Linked DNA regions of Mus musculus: regions 2 and 3 are each linked to region 1. Evidence: chromatin contacts called from public promoter capture Hi-C data. All regions are on one chromosome and are shown on one strand. Each heading gives the region's core, a stretch centred on a gene start, on an enhancer-like site or on the middle of the called end of the contact. The rest is flanking DNA. Distances are from core to core; before and after follow the strand shown. Region 1 holds the start of 1700021L23Rik (RIKEN cDNA 1700021L23 gene). Region 2 has its middle 70 kb from the start of Gm40241. Region 3 holds the start of 1700057H15Rik (RIKEN cDNA 1700057H15 gene).

What was found. Promoter capture Hi-C pulls out the DNA fragments that hold promoters and counts their contacts.
Region 2: a promoter capture Hi-C map of trophoblast stem cells shows a contact between it and region 1, with 2.7 times the contacts expected there. The contact joins the enhancer-like site here to the promoter of 1700021L23Rik in region 1. A contact is called at or near these places in 4 of 39 promoter capture datasets (embryonic stem cells, hippocampal neurons, stem cell-derived epiblast-like cells and 1 more) and 1 of 9 other capture datasets (embryonic stem cells).
Region 3: a contact with region 1 is called in a promoter capture Hi-C map of epiblast stem cells, with 4 times the contacts expected there. The contact joins the promoter of 1700057H15Rik here to the promoter of 1700021L23Rik in region 1. A contact is called at or near these places in 15 of 39 promoter capture datasets (the 3T3-L1 cell line, HPC-7-derived erythroid cells, cranial neural crest and 10 more) and 1 of 115 datasets of contacts at active chromatin or transcription factors (embryonic stem cells).

Annotation. Positions count from the first base shown.
Region 1 is chr4:124,330,550-124,334,709 of GRCm38.p6, reverse strand. It overlaps 1700021L23Rik (RIKEN cDNA 1700021L23 gene), which reads left to right and starts at 1,990. Exons shown (of 5, transcript NR_166446.1): 1 at 1,990-2,507.
Region 2 is chr4:124,121,644-124,125,803 of GRCm38.p6, reverse strand. No RefSeq gene overlaps it. Among named protein-coding and RNA genes, the nearest start is that of Gm40241, 70 kb to the right of the region's middle. Within about 2 kb of position 2,438, at least 4 of the 459 cell types and tissues checked have an H3K27ac peak or open chromatin away from gene starts, as enhancers often do. A contact at or near this core is called in trophoblast stem cells, where this site is marked.
Region 3 is chr4:124,483,957-124,488,116 of GRCm38.p6, reverse strand. It overlaps 1700057H15Rik (RIKEN cDNA 1700057H15 gene), which reads left to right and starts at 2,158. Exons shown (of 4, transcript NR_040774.1): 1 at 2,158-2,190.

The DNA of each region.
Region 1 (4,160 bases), core at 741-3,240:
TTACCTCATACTGACTCAGAAGCAAAAAGCAAGAAAGAACCAGAGCCTTACTATCTCCTCCAAGGACATTTTCCAATGGCTTAACTTACTCAGCTTTGGGAGACATTCCATATCCAAACTGTGGTCTACCAGACAATCAATTCGCTTTTAAGGACATACATAGATTGAAAGTGAAGAGAAGAGAGCAGGTATGGCTGTTTCTTTCTTAATTAAATTTCTTAGGCAGTTGTACAGATGTTCACAATGCATGCTGTCAGCTCTCATGCCCACCTCCCAACCATCCCTGTGCATCCTACCTCCTCCCCACAAATCTCTCTTACACATTTTGTTTTTGTGACTCACTGAGAGGAACCAGGGTCATGTGTGTGTCCATGGGTTGAGCGCTATCCACTGGAGCCTGGTGGGATCACATGGAGCAATGGGCATACAGCTAAAGATGGTGGGGGTGTGAGACTGTCAATGTTTTGCCAATGTTGGTAAAAGAAATTGAGGATTTCGTGTGAAGTTAAACACATACATTCTCTATGATCTGGCAATTCTACTGTGCATTTAACCATATGTTCACAATTGTGTCTTCATTTAAACACATGCCTCATTTGTGGGAGAATATTCAGAGTGGCTTTATTCATAATAGCCCCAAATTGGAAGCAACCCAGTGGTCCACAGATAGGGGAGTGGATAAACAGACTGTAATATGTTAATAAAACTGACTACTGTTTGGAGTAGAAGAAACTACTGTCCTGTCTGGCAATGTGGATAAGTATAGAAATGCCATGTGGGTAAAGGAGCTTGTTAAAAATATAGCATGGGCTCCATGACCATGCTTGTAAACTATTCTAGAACAGGCTAAGCCATGACCATAGAAACCAGAATGGTGGACCCTTCCAGGGACAGACTATTGTTACTTAGTGTTCTTCAGAGAAAGAAAACCAATGGCAAGGAATATGAGAGCTACAGTGCTACATTGTCTCAAACATAGCAAACACACAGCTGGGCTGCAGTCTCACAAAGTCCAGTACCAGCTGAGCCAGGAGACCTGCTAGCTGCCAATGAAAGAGGTTATGAGTGAGAGAGGCCAAGGATGTAGACTCGGTGTGAAGCTGACCGCCAGAAAGCTTTCCAGTGAACCACCCATGAAGCTAATCTTGTTCAAAGGCTGATGAACCTGGAGTCTATCCACCACGATGACAGCAACAGCAATGTCTAGAAGGGGATCATGGGCCTGGAAGCTAGTTTTGCTCATCTTTCTTTTTTATTATTAGAATTATTTAAAAAATTTAAAATTATATGTGCCTGCCCGTGTCTGTCTGTCTGAGAGAGAGAGAGAGAGAGAGAGAGAGGGAGAGAGAGAGAGAGAGAGAGAGAGAGAGAGAGAGAGAGAGAGAGAGCAGAAACACTCAGGTATCCATGGAATCCAGAAGAGGATGTTGGATCCCCCAGAACTGGAGTTATAGGCAGTTGTGAGCTGACTGACCTGGGTACTGGGAACTAAACTCTTAACTCCTCTGTAAGAGCAGTAAGTGCTCCTAATTGCTGAGTCATCTCATCTTTGCTGAGTCATCTCTCCAGACCCTTCTACTTTTTGTTGTTTCATCCAAGCCCTCAGCCTATTGCCTGCCATTCAGGTTCAGGGCAGATCACTTCCTCCACAGTTCCCTGACTCACACGCTGATCTCTGCAAACACCGTTACAGACACTCCCAGAAGTATGCTTTATCAATATAATAAATAGGCATCTTTCAATCCAGTCACATTGATAACTGAAGTTAACCACCACACACAGGACAAAGGAGCTCCCTGCAGAGTCAGGAATATTAATGCTAGGATGGAGGTCAACTGGTCCTGTGTGTTCAAACCCCACAAGGTGCTCTCATCAGGAATCTTAACACAACAACACAACAGACATTTACTCCTAGCGACTGGAAGTCCCAAACACCGGTAGGTGGGATGGGACCTGGAATCACCATGGAAACACCTCTGGGCATGTGTATGAAGGCATTTCAGGAAAGGTTTGATGATAAGAGAAAGGTCACTTAAATGTGGGCACCACCATCACAAATCCCACGGACTGCGGTCCCGTGCTGAGTAAAAGACAGGAAGTCGACTGAGGACCAGCATCCCCCACGCTCTGCTTCCTGCCTGGGGATGCAGTGCGGCTCCACTCATCTGTAGTTCCGCCTCCCACCTTGCTCCCCTTGATTCACGGTCCCCTTAAACTTCGAACCAAAGCGAACCCTTTCCTTAGGTTGCTGTTGGACAGGAACCTGGCTACAGAGGGATGACTCTTCTGGAGCATCCCCTCAGGGTAGGAGTCAGGGAGGATGCGCCGCCGGCTAAGGCTTCAGTTCTTGGTGGCCTTGGCTTGCGGATGCTGCCCCATGCTCTCTGATCGATACCCCATGTTCGCATGCCCGGTCCTCTTTCCAGGGACACCACATTGGCTGAGGACCTACACCTGTGAGCTGATCTTAACTTGATCAGCCCTGCCCAGAAGGACCCTGTTTAAAGGTAAATTCACATTCATAGGAAGTAGGACTTATCTTTTTTGGGGGTGGGGGTGGGGGAGGGGTGGGACAACTAAACCATAACACACAGGCATTTATCTATCAAAACCAAACTTATGAGAGGGGAATCTGTGACCTTGGCTTGGTGATGAGTTTTTAGATATAACACCCAAAAAACATGATCCGTGAAATAAAAAACTGATAAGTTGGATTTTATTAAAATTAATAACTTCTGCTCTGTAAGAGGGACTGCTGCGGGGAAAATATTTTTTTAAAAAAATATTTATCTAATAAAAGGCTAGTATCTAAAATAACAAGTCTTTACGTTTTTTCACATTTACATTTTTCATGAATTCTTTTTTATTTCTCCAGAGGACAACTTGCTGGAGATTGTCCTCTCCTTCCACTGTGGGTCCCACCCAGGGATTGAACTCTGGTCATTGGGTTTGGCGGTTGACGCCTTCACCTGCTGAGCTACCTCACTGGACTCGTGATTTAACACAGATGTCTCCTCTATGAAGGCAATCCCAACAAAGCATACGGAAAGATGTGAATTGGAGCCATCCTCTGTCACTAGAGGACTGAAGTCAGAACACAGCCATGACTGTAGGAATATGCATACTTAGCAGAATGGACGGGTTAAACAATCAAATAAATACAAGGGCAATTTCCTGTGCTGGAGAGGATCCAGGCAACAGGAACCCAGAGACTGACCATAGATGCCCTTTGGAGGACTCACAGAGCTCACTGTGGCCTTGCCAACAGTTCTTGGCTGTTCCCCACAATAAAATCTTCCCACAAACACCCAGGGCAGCATTATTTACAGCCAGCAAAACTGGAAAAGCCGAGTGTCATTCAGCCGATTAATTCATGCACACACGGTGGTTCAGTCCTGTAATGGAATATTATTTAGTGGTGAAAAGGCTTGAGGTACCAAGGCATTTTTAAAAAAATGAATCTTTGAAAAAAAAACACTTATTTAAAAATCTTTAATCCAAAAGAGGTTTTACATTTGTATATTTACCTGTACAACTACAAATATGCGGCATCCATATGAGTTCATGTGTGTGGGCACCTGTGTGGAAGTCAAAGGACACACTGTAGAAGTCCCTTCTCTCCTTCCACCATATGGTTGCTGGGACTTACGTCATCAAACTTGGTAGCAAGCACTGTTACTATGTAAGCCTTCTTGCCAGCTCTACCTTAAAATCGTGCTTGTTGGTTTATTTCTTTAGTGTATTTGTGTGGTTGTGTACACGGTGTTTTGTGTGCGGTCAGAGGACAGTTTGTGATAGCTGATTTTCTCCTACCCTGTGGGTCTCAGGAACTGAACTCAGGTTGTCAAGCGTGGTGGCACTTGAAACTACCTCATCTGTTCCTGATGCCCCAGCCTGTTTTTGAAACAAGGTCTCTGTATGTAGCCAGGTTTAGCCCCAAACTCACTTGGCCACTTGAGCCGCCAGAGTGCTGGGATTATGGGCATGCGCCATCGTGCCTGGCTGGATGAGTTTTGGCTGTGTGTTGCTAATGATAGAAACTATGAAAAGATGGAGACTCCATGACACTCTGGAAAGAACAAAGCTATAGCAAGGGACAAGAGGTCGCAGCTGTCTGGGGGAAGGGTTGGCTGGGTGAAGCAGTGGGAGAAGGGCATAAA
Region 2 (4,160 bases), core at 1,189-3,688, 210 kb after region 1:
CACCTGCTTATGAAATGGAGAAAACGGAGGCTGGGGCTCAATGACTGGAAATCTATGTGCTTTGGTCTTGTTCCTTCCCCCAGCAACCCCAAGTTCACCACAGCACAGCATCCGTCTCATGCTGTGGCTCTTGTATGGTCTGAACGTGTCCTGCAAGGTTCAAGGGCTTGAAGCTCAGTCTTCAGTGGGGCTCAGAGGGGGACGATGGGAGAGCTGCCCTGGGAGTCACTTGATGTTGGTCTTACTGAGTGAATGAACTATTCTAAAGAATGTATTAGCCAGGGTTCTCTAAAGGCAGACCTTATGGAATGTCTCTTGATATAGTAAGGGAAATTATTGGGATAGCTTACAGTCTCCAGTCCAACTAACCCACCGATGGGCAGCTGTGGATGGGAAGTTCAAGAATCTAGTAGTCGCTCAGTCCCACGAGGCTGAGTGTTTCAGCTGGTCTTCTGTATAAGCTGGAATCCTGAAGAAGAAATAGTTTCCAGCAGATGTGCTGGCAAGTAAGTACAAGCAGGCAAAGAAGAAGGAAGTCTTCCTTCTTCTATTGTTCTTATGTAGGCCTCCAGTAGAAGGTGTGGCCCAGATTAAAGGTGTATACCACCACACCTGGACCTAAACTGTTCTTGGAACTTGCACTGTCCTAGGCTGACCTTGAACTCAAAGCTCTACTTGCCTCTCTCTCCTGGGATTAAAGGCATGTATCACCTTGCCTGGGCCTAAGTTTTTTATAGCCAGTGTGCTTCAAGATCCAGATCAGAAGTCTGTTTCTTACAGCCTCAAGATCTGGACCACAGGTGTGCCCTCCATTTCTGGATTGTAGTTCATTCCAGATAGAGTCAAGCTGACAGTTGAGTATAGCCATCACAACCCCTGACACTTGAATTCCTCTCCGGCTTTATGTCTTGAAGTGTGATCTCACTGTCTCTCACACCCACCCACCATGACGATGCTCACCCTGATGTGACAGTCAAGGGGACCCTCGACAGATGCTGGGCCAATAGACATGCCTGGACTTTCAACCTCCAAAATGATGAGCTGAATAAAGCTCTTCTCTTTGTAAATTCTTCAGAGTTGGGTATTTAGTTATAGCAATTGGAAAACAGATACATGCAATAATAGTAAGAATAGTGACATAAAATTATCATTGTAATAGTAGTAATAGTCATATATAACAGCAGTGATGGCAGAAAATACAACTGCTATCATTACGAAGCACTGGGCAGGTGCTATCGCTATGCATATTTTAAATCCTTTAATCCTAATTTCTTGAGGAGGTGTTATTAGGAATAAGGAGGAAACTGAGGAGCATAGGAATTAAGAAACATGTGTGGTTCGTTAACCACAGAGCTAACCACTTCTGGTCCTTCCATCGTCCACCTACTTTGCAAAGGGACCTTGGAAAATCCCCATAAAGAAGCAGAGACACTGGCCAGGCTGTAGTGGCGCACGCCTGTAATCCCAGCACTTGGGAGGCAGAGGCAGGTGGATTTCAGAGTTCGAAGCCAGCCTGGTCTACAAAGTGAGTTACAGGACAGTCAGGACTGCACAGAGAAACCCTGTCTCGAAAAACAAACAAACAAACAGACAAACAAACAAAACAAACGAAGAAGAAGAAGAGGCAGAGGAAGAGGAAAAGAAAAAAAGAAAAAGAAAAAGAAAAAGAAAAAGAAAAAGAAAAAGAGACACTTTTATGCCACTTGAATTCAGTCTTGACTCACTGTGGCCAACAGGATCCCGCAAAAGTGACATGCACTTGTTCTGGGCACATGTGCTTCTACCAACCCTCAGGAGGCTGATCCAACTATTTAAGAGACTTGAGACTGCTTCTCCACAATGGGAATCATGAACAGGATGGCTGGAGTGTGGGAGACACTTTAGCCCAGTGGTTCTCCATCTTCCTAATGCTGCAGCCCTCTAATAAATTAAATTAATACTAATAAAATTAATAATAATAATATAAAATTAACAGTAATAATAACAATTATGTTGCACATTATATTATATTAGATAATTTTTTGAGACAGGGTTTCTCTATGTAGCCCTGGCTGTCCTGGAACTCACTCTGTGGATCAGGTTGGCCTCATATAAATATGCCTGCCTCTGCCTCCAAAGTACTAAGATTAAAGGCATGCACCAATATTGCCTGGCCATAAAATTATTTTAGTTGCTATTTCATAACTGTAATTTTGCTACTGTTATGAATCATAATGTAAATATCAGATATACAGGATATCTGATATGTGACCCCTGTGAAAGGGTCATTGGAACCTTAAACAGGTTGTTGTGACCCACAGGTTGAGAACCATTGCTATAGGGCATCTGTTCCCTGTGGAAACTAGCCCAGGCTTGCCTGCTGGACAGTAAGAGGCAGCATTGAACAAAGAAAGCATTTTGTCCCAGTTCAGGTAGGCCGGCCACTTGCAGCTGACTCATTAGGTAGCCACAGGCACACAGACATGTAAATGGATCCAACTAAGATCAGATGCTCAGTGTCTGTCAACAGAACCTTTCAGCCACCTGCAGGGTAATGAAAAACTTGAAGCTGTCACTAAGTGAACTGCTAGATTTGGAAGTAGCACAATCATTAGTTTTCTGTGTCAACTTGACTGGGCAAAGAGATGCCCAGAGATCTGGTAAAATGCTGTTTCTGGTCATCTCTGAGGCTGTTCTCAGATAGTATCTGCATCAGTGGATGGAGTAAAGATGACTGTCTCCCCTAGTGCGAGAAGGCATTGTTCCATTCAATATGGTGAGGGATTATGTTGAAAGGCACATTCAATCTTTTGTGTTTTGTTTGTTTGCTTTGTTTTTATTTGAGGGTTTAAAGAGCAAACCCCAGGGCTTCATGTGTGCTAGGTAAGGGCTCTACACTCTCATCTCTGCTTGCGCTTCCTGAGCCTGGTGCCTTCTGCCTTCAGACACCATGGTGTTTGTTTTGGCCTCTTCAGACTCAAAGTTATATCCTAGTGATCCCCTGTCTCGCAAACCTTCAGACTGGGACTGAAATGTTCCCTCAATTTTCCTGCTTGCTGGTGGCAATATGGTGGCACTTCGTCACACAAGCTAAGTCTACAATAAATCTCCTTATATTTCGATGTATAGTCTATTGGTTGACATGTCTTATAACACAGCAGTCGCTAACTAGTACAAATTAAAATGATGATTAGAGGCTGAGCCTAACAGGATCCAAGCTTGGACTCTTTCTTGTATCGTAACCTCTAAACACCAGCCAACAGGGTTGAGAGAATTGTCACCCCAAGGGTCAAGAATATCTTGTGCATTGAGAATTAGGGTACTATCTGTTTGAGTGTCAAAGAGAAAGGCATTGATGGCTCATGAGCTGCTAGGTCTGCATGACCTCGACAAGGCACTCCTCTCTCTAGGAGTCTGTGCTCTTGGCCATATGGCTAGGATGATCTGCTCGGCACTAAGGTTTACAGTAGCTGCTTCATTAAGCGATGTGCTATATGCCATGAACGTACACATCTTGCTACTGTGCTGGCTTTGAAGATGGAGGGAGAGGCCATAAAACCAAGGAAGATAAGCAACCTCTAGAAGAGGGAAGATAGCGACAGATTCTCCCTCACAAACTCCACAGTGAACTCAACCCTGCCAACACCTTTATTCTAGACAATTTAGACCCATTTTAGACGTCTGACCTGCAGATGGAAGGGAATAAATATGTATATTGTGTTAATTTAGGGTGGTTCGTTATATCCCACAAGATCTAAATGTACTTCCTGGCTCAGCAGATGGCACTTACAGCGTTTCCGGCACACCAAGATGACCCACTGCTGCTGGTTTTAAGCCTCAGGTGGCTCCTAAAGGTCCCTTGGGATGTTCAGTCGTTGGTCCTATGACTTCTTACAGACTAGGAAGGGGATGTCATGGGATAGCTCTGGCTAATCACTAGGTCCCATTCCCTCTCACCCTCTAGTGGCTGTGCTGAGCTGCAGAGTAGCCAAGGAAGGCCAAGAGCCAAGGGCTCTGGGTAGGACAAGACTGAGGAGGTGGCTCAAAGGATAAAGCACTTACTACATAGGCCTGAAGACCAGAATTATGGTCCCCGGTACCCTCATAAAACCAGATGTGGTTATGAACATCTGTACTTCTAGCAAATCTATGGCAAGATGGTAGACGAAGACAGGCAAATT
Region 3 (4,160 bases), core at 909-3,408, 150 kb before region 1:
GAGACCCAGGAGCCCACAGACCCAGGAGTCCAGAGAACCAGGAGTCCACAAACCTAAGTTAGTTTGGTCCGTTCTGATTTGCCAACTGTTCTACTCTCAGCAAGAGCAGGGGTTTTGTTTGTTTGTTTGTTTGTTTGTTGTTGTTGGTTTTGGTTTTTAAACTAGCACCTTGCTTTTCCTCAACCTCTTCTCTCCTTTCATCCAGGGATAGAGAACAGGAGTAAATCCACTCAGGCAGTTTTACAGCAGGACACGACCACACCCACCCCCATTCCCCAGGCCAGAACTTGTAATTCTTGTCCTCTGGGGCTGGTGATACAGCTCAGTAGCTAAGAGCAAATACTGCCCCTGAAGAGGACACAAATTTGGTTCTTATCTTATATTGGGCAGTTCACGACTTGCTGTAACTCCGGCTCCAGGGGATCCCTCTGGGGTCCACAGGCATCTGATTCACATGTGCACAAGCTTTTCCACACATGCACACATGATGTGAAAAGAAAATAACCTCCTGATTCTTGTCATTGGTCCGAAGCCAAAGTGGCCTTGGTTCTGCTTTGGCCCAAGGCTAAGAATGCCAGACAGGTGCTTTGGTTTCTGGTCCGGGTTCTTGTCATTTTTTTTTTCTCCTCCTTTTTACAAACTATAGCTTTCTGCCTGGAAACTTTATGAGGACACAGCAATGAAGAGTCACCCGGACACCTTGTGGAAGGGTGACGCGACCAACTAGCTCATTCTCCAAGCTCACCGTGCCTCCATTCAGCAAAGCCTCACTAACCCTAAGGTGGGGACCCTTGATGGTACCTTACTTCCAGGAGCTTGCGTCTTAACACACAAGCTCCCACCTACAGCTGTATAATAAAACCCTTTATCAATTCACCCTCCTGTTCTAGAATTATACTCTTTGAGACAAGAACACGAAGCCACTGACTCCAGGGAAGCTTGCGTGACCATGAGCTTCTGGCATGCAGAAGCTCAACTGTGTCAGTCCAGCAAAGACTGGAAAACTTCTGCCTGACCTAAGGATGCTCAGGCCGTCTCACCAGAGCTCCAGACCTGCTTCTCTCTCTGCTTGTAATATTCTTCCTTTACACAGCTGAGCATCCATCTCTTTCATCTCAAGAGGGATACCTTTAAAAAGGTCCATTCATTTCTGTTTCCACCTGCACAACGCTCTTTCCCTTTGCCTCACTTGCTGTCCTGACAGCCTGTGTTTGGGTTCCGCTGCTTCTTGCCTGTCTCTTCCAAGTAGCGGCCAGAGGCTGCACTTCACAAATCTGAACTGAGTGACCTGTGGCTGCCACACAAGCCCCGGGCCCGAACCTGTACTGAGGAGACCAGAGAGTTCTTGAGGTTCCCTTGTGCTCCTCACAGAAGTTCCAGGGCATCAGGCTTCAGGGCCAGTGAGGTTGCCTTAGAACCTGTGGATTTGGGGTGAAGCTGGTCTTCAGAGGCCCCTCAAGGAGCCCTGCTGTTCCTCGCCACCGCCACCATGGGGTTCTGATCATACTCTAGGGCCTTGTCATTGTCATCCACACCCCAGTTTCTCCTTAGGCTAAATGAAGGTTTTCTTTGGGCTTATCGTTGGATTCTTAGATTGCAGCACTACCGCTGATTGAATAGCTTGTATGCTGCTCTGAGCTTGGTGCTTTGTGAGACCAGAGTGGGTCCCATCCTGCATAGAGGCCCTGCACGGGGTAAACGGGTCCCTTACAGGAGTCTTTCCTGATTTCCAAAGCAGCAGCTCCTAGGCTGCCTTACAGCTTCTTCCTGGCACCCAGGGTGTGCCCCAGCTGCCCCAGTGCCCCGGGCTTCTCCTCCTCACCCTGGCACATGGCACCCTCCCCAGCCCAGCTGTCACCACAGGCTCCCGGCTCTTTACCACCTCCCTGCCTGAGGCCCCAGGTCTCAGCAAGACTGGAGCCTGGGCCTCATCCCTGCATGTTGTCCCCGACCCCTGCATCTGGCTCCTTCTCCCCAGTCTCCGGAGCCAGCAGTCCCCTCCCCCCACGCCTGACCTCTGAGCACAGAATCTATTGTCCTCCTCCGTCGCAGCCAACCCCCCAGCCCAACCTGACAGCTCCTCCATTACAGATGCACATTCACAAACAGCTCATTTACATAGAGCACAAGGAAAACCGCTCTGTCCTCAGAAAAAGAGGAGAGGAGGCTCCCACTGCAGAAGACCCTGAGGTGAGGGAGCCTCCTGCCCCTCCCTTCTCCTAGGCATTTCTGAAGGGTGTTTGGGGGTTGGAGGGCAGAGGCCAGAGGGATGGGAGGGCAGAAATCAGGTTGGTGTCTGGGGAGGGAGTGAGGTGCGTGCAGGCACACACTATTTAGTTTTTGTACTTTTTTTTGTTTGTTTTAGAGTAGTTTATTTTCATCTATATAAGCTGTTGTGAATCTTTAGGACTTCTGCCCAGTCCCCAGCTTGCACGGCTACCCACCCCTACACATCCCTCCTACACACACACACACACACACACACACACACACACACACACACAAACACACACACACAGACAGACACACATGCACACACATAAACACACAGTCCTTCATGCACAGACACACACACACGCACACACAGTCACTTGTACACAGACACACAGAGACACAATCACACATCCACAAACACACACACACACACCATCTAGTTTTTATTCCAGGGGACTGCTAGCAGCCATGGAGGCAAAAGGGCAAGATGCACTTTGGGAACGGGGAACCTCAGAGTCAAGAGGCTGAGTAGCTGAATCCCTTTCAGAGCTTAACCCTGGTTGAGCTGCGGAGCGGGACATGTGGACATTTGACAAATGGCTTCATTTCCCATGAAAAGTGAGTGCAACTGTGTCACCTGCCTTGGGTGTTTGGAGGAGGGAGCTGTGAAGAGTATGATGTCATGCGCAGTGCCCGTGCGCGCATGGGAGGACCTGTCAGAGGCAAGCAGCACTGAAGAGTATGATGTCATGCGCAGTGCCCGTGCGCGCATGGGAGGACCTGTCAGAGGCAAGCAGCACTGAAGAGTATGATGTCATGCGCAGTGCCCGTGCGCATGGGAGGACCTGTCGGAGGCAAGCAGCACTGAGGCTTAGGAAGCAGGGAATCTTTGGTAGAGGCTTTGCCCACTGGCCTTCCAGGAGCCCCGGTAACAGCCCAGCCTGGCTGCAAGCAGAGGGGGAGAGGTCACTCTTTCTTGCTCCTTTGTCAGGTGGTGTTCTTTTCTAGAAACGGTCCCTCACCTTCTTGTTCCTCTCTTACATCCTCCCCCCTCCTACCACCAGCTCCACCAAGTGACAGGATGTGGGCAGGCCAGGGACCTTGTAAGGCAGAGTGGTGCTGCACACCCCTGGCGTTATGCTGTGCTCCCACATTTCACATCTGACTTAATCACCCACTTTGTGCTCTCAAGGCAGGCAGGTCCAGCTAAGCCCAGCAAAGTTCTCAGAATCATGTTGTGATCCATTAATGATGTCTGCCATGGGTGAAGCCAGGGGAATGTCAGGACTCATTTGTCCTCTCAGCCTGGCCTGGTGCTGTTGAGAACAGGTGGGAGGGGCACTGAGTTCAGTCTGCTGAATGAGGATGGGCAGGACGCTCTGGGCAAGAGAACTGCATGAGCGTGAGCTATGAAACACCATGGTGGGCAGGCAGATGTTGGGAACTCAAGGCTGGAGGAGGAGCCAGGAGTGGTGGTGCACGCCTTTAATCCTAGCACTTGGGAGGCAGAGGGCAGGCGGATTTCTGAGTTAGAGGCCAGCCTGGTCTACGAAGTGAGTTCCAGGACAGCCAGGGCTACACACAAACAAACAAACAAACAAACAAAACAAAACAAAAAACAACAAACAAAGCAAAACAAACAAAAAAAAAACCAGAAAAAAAACCCAAAAAAACAAACAAAACAGAGAAAAAAGGGGGAGGGGCAATGAGTTAGTACCTGTATCTGTATGGCATCTAGAACGCACAGCCATGTGCACAGTAAGGGACACCATTTCTTCTGTTCTGCTGTATCTTGATGACGAGCCTCTCAGCCAATGCTTCTTGGCCGGCAGGCAGAGGGCAACTCCCACTAAGTACCTAGTGGATGTGGCTCAGTAAATCCCTTGCTGACTTATTGGCAGAATGATCAATAATCAATCGACTCATGGAGAGTCCAGCCAGGGCAG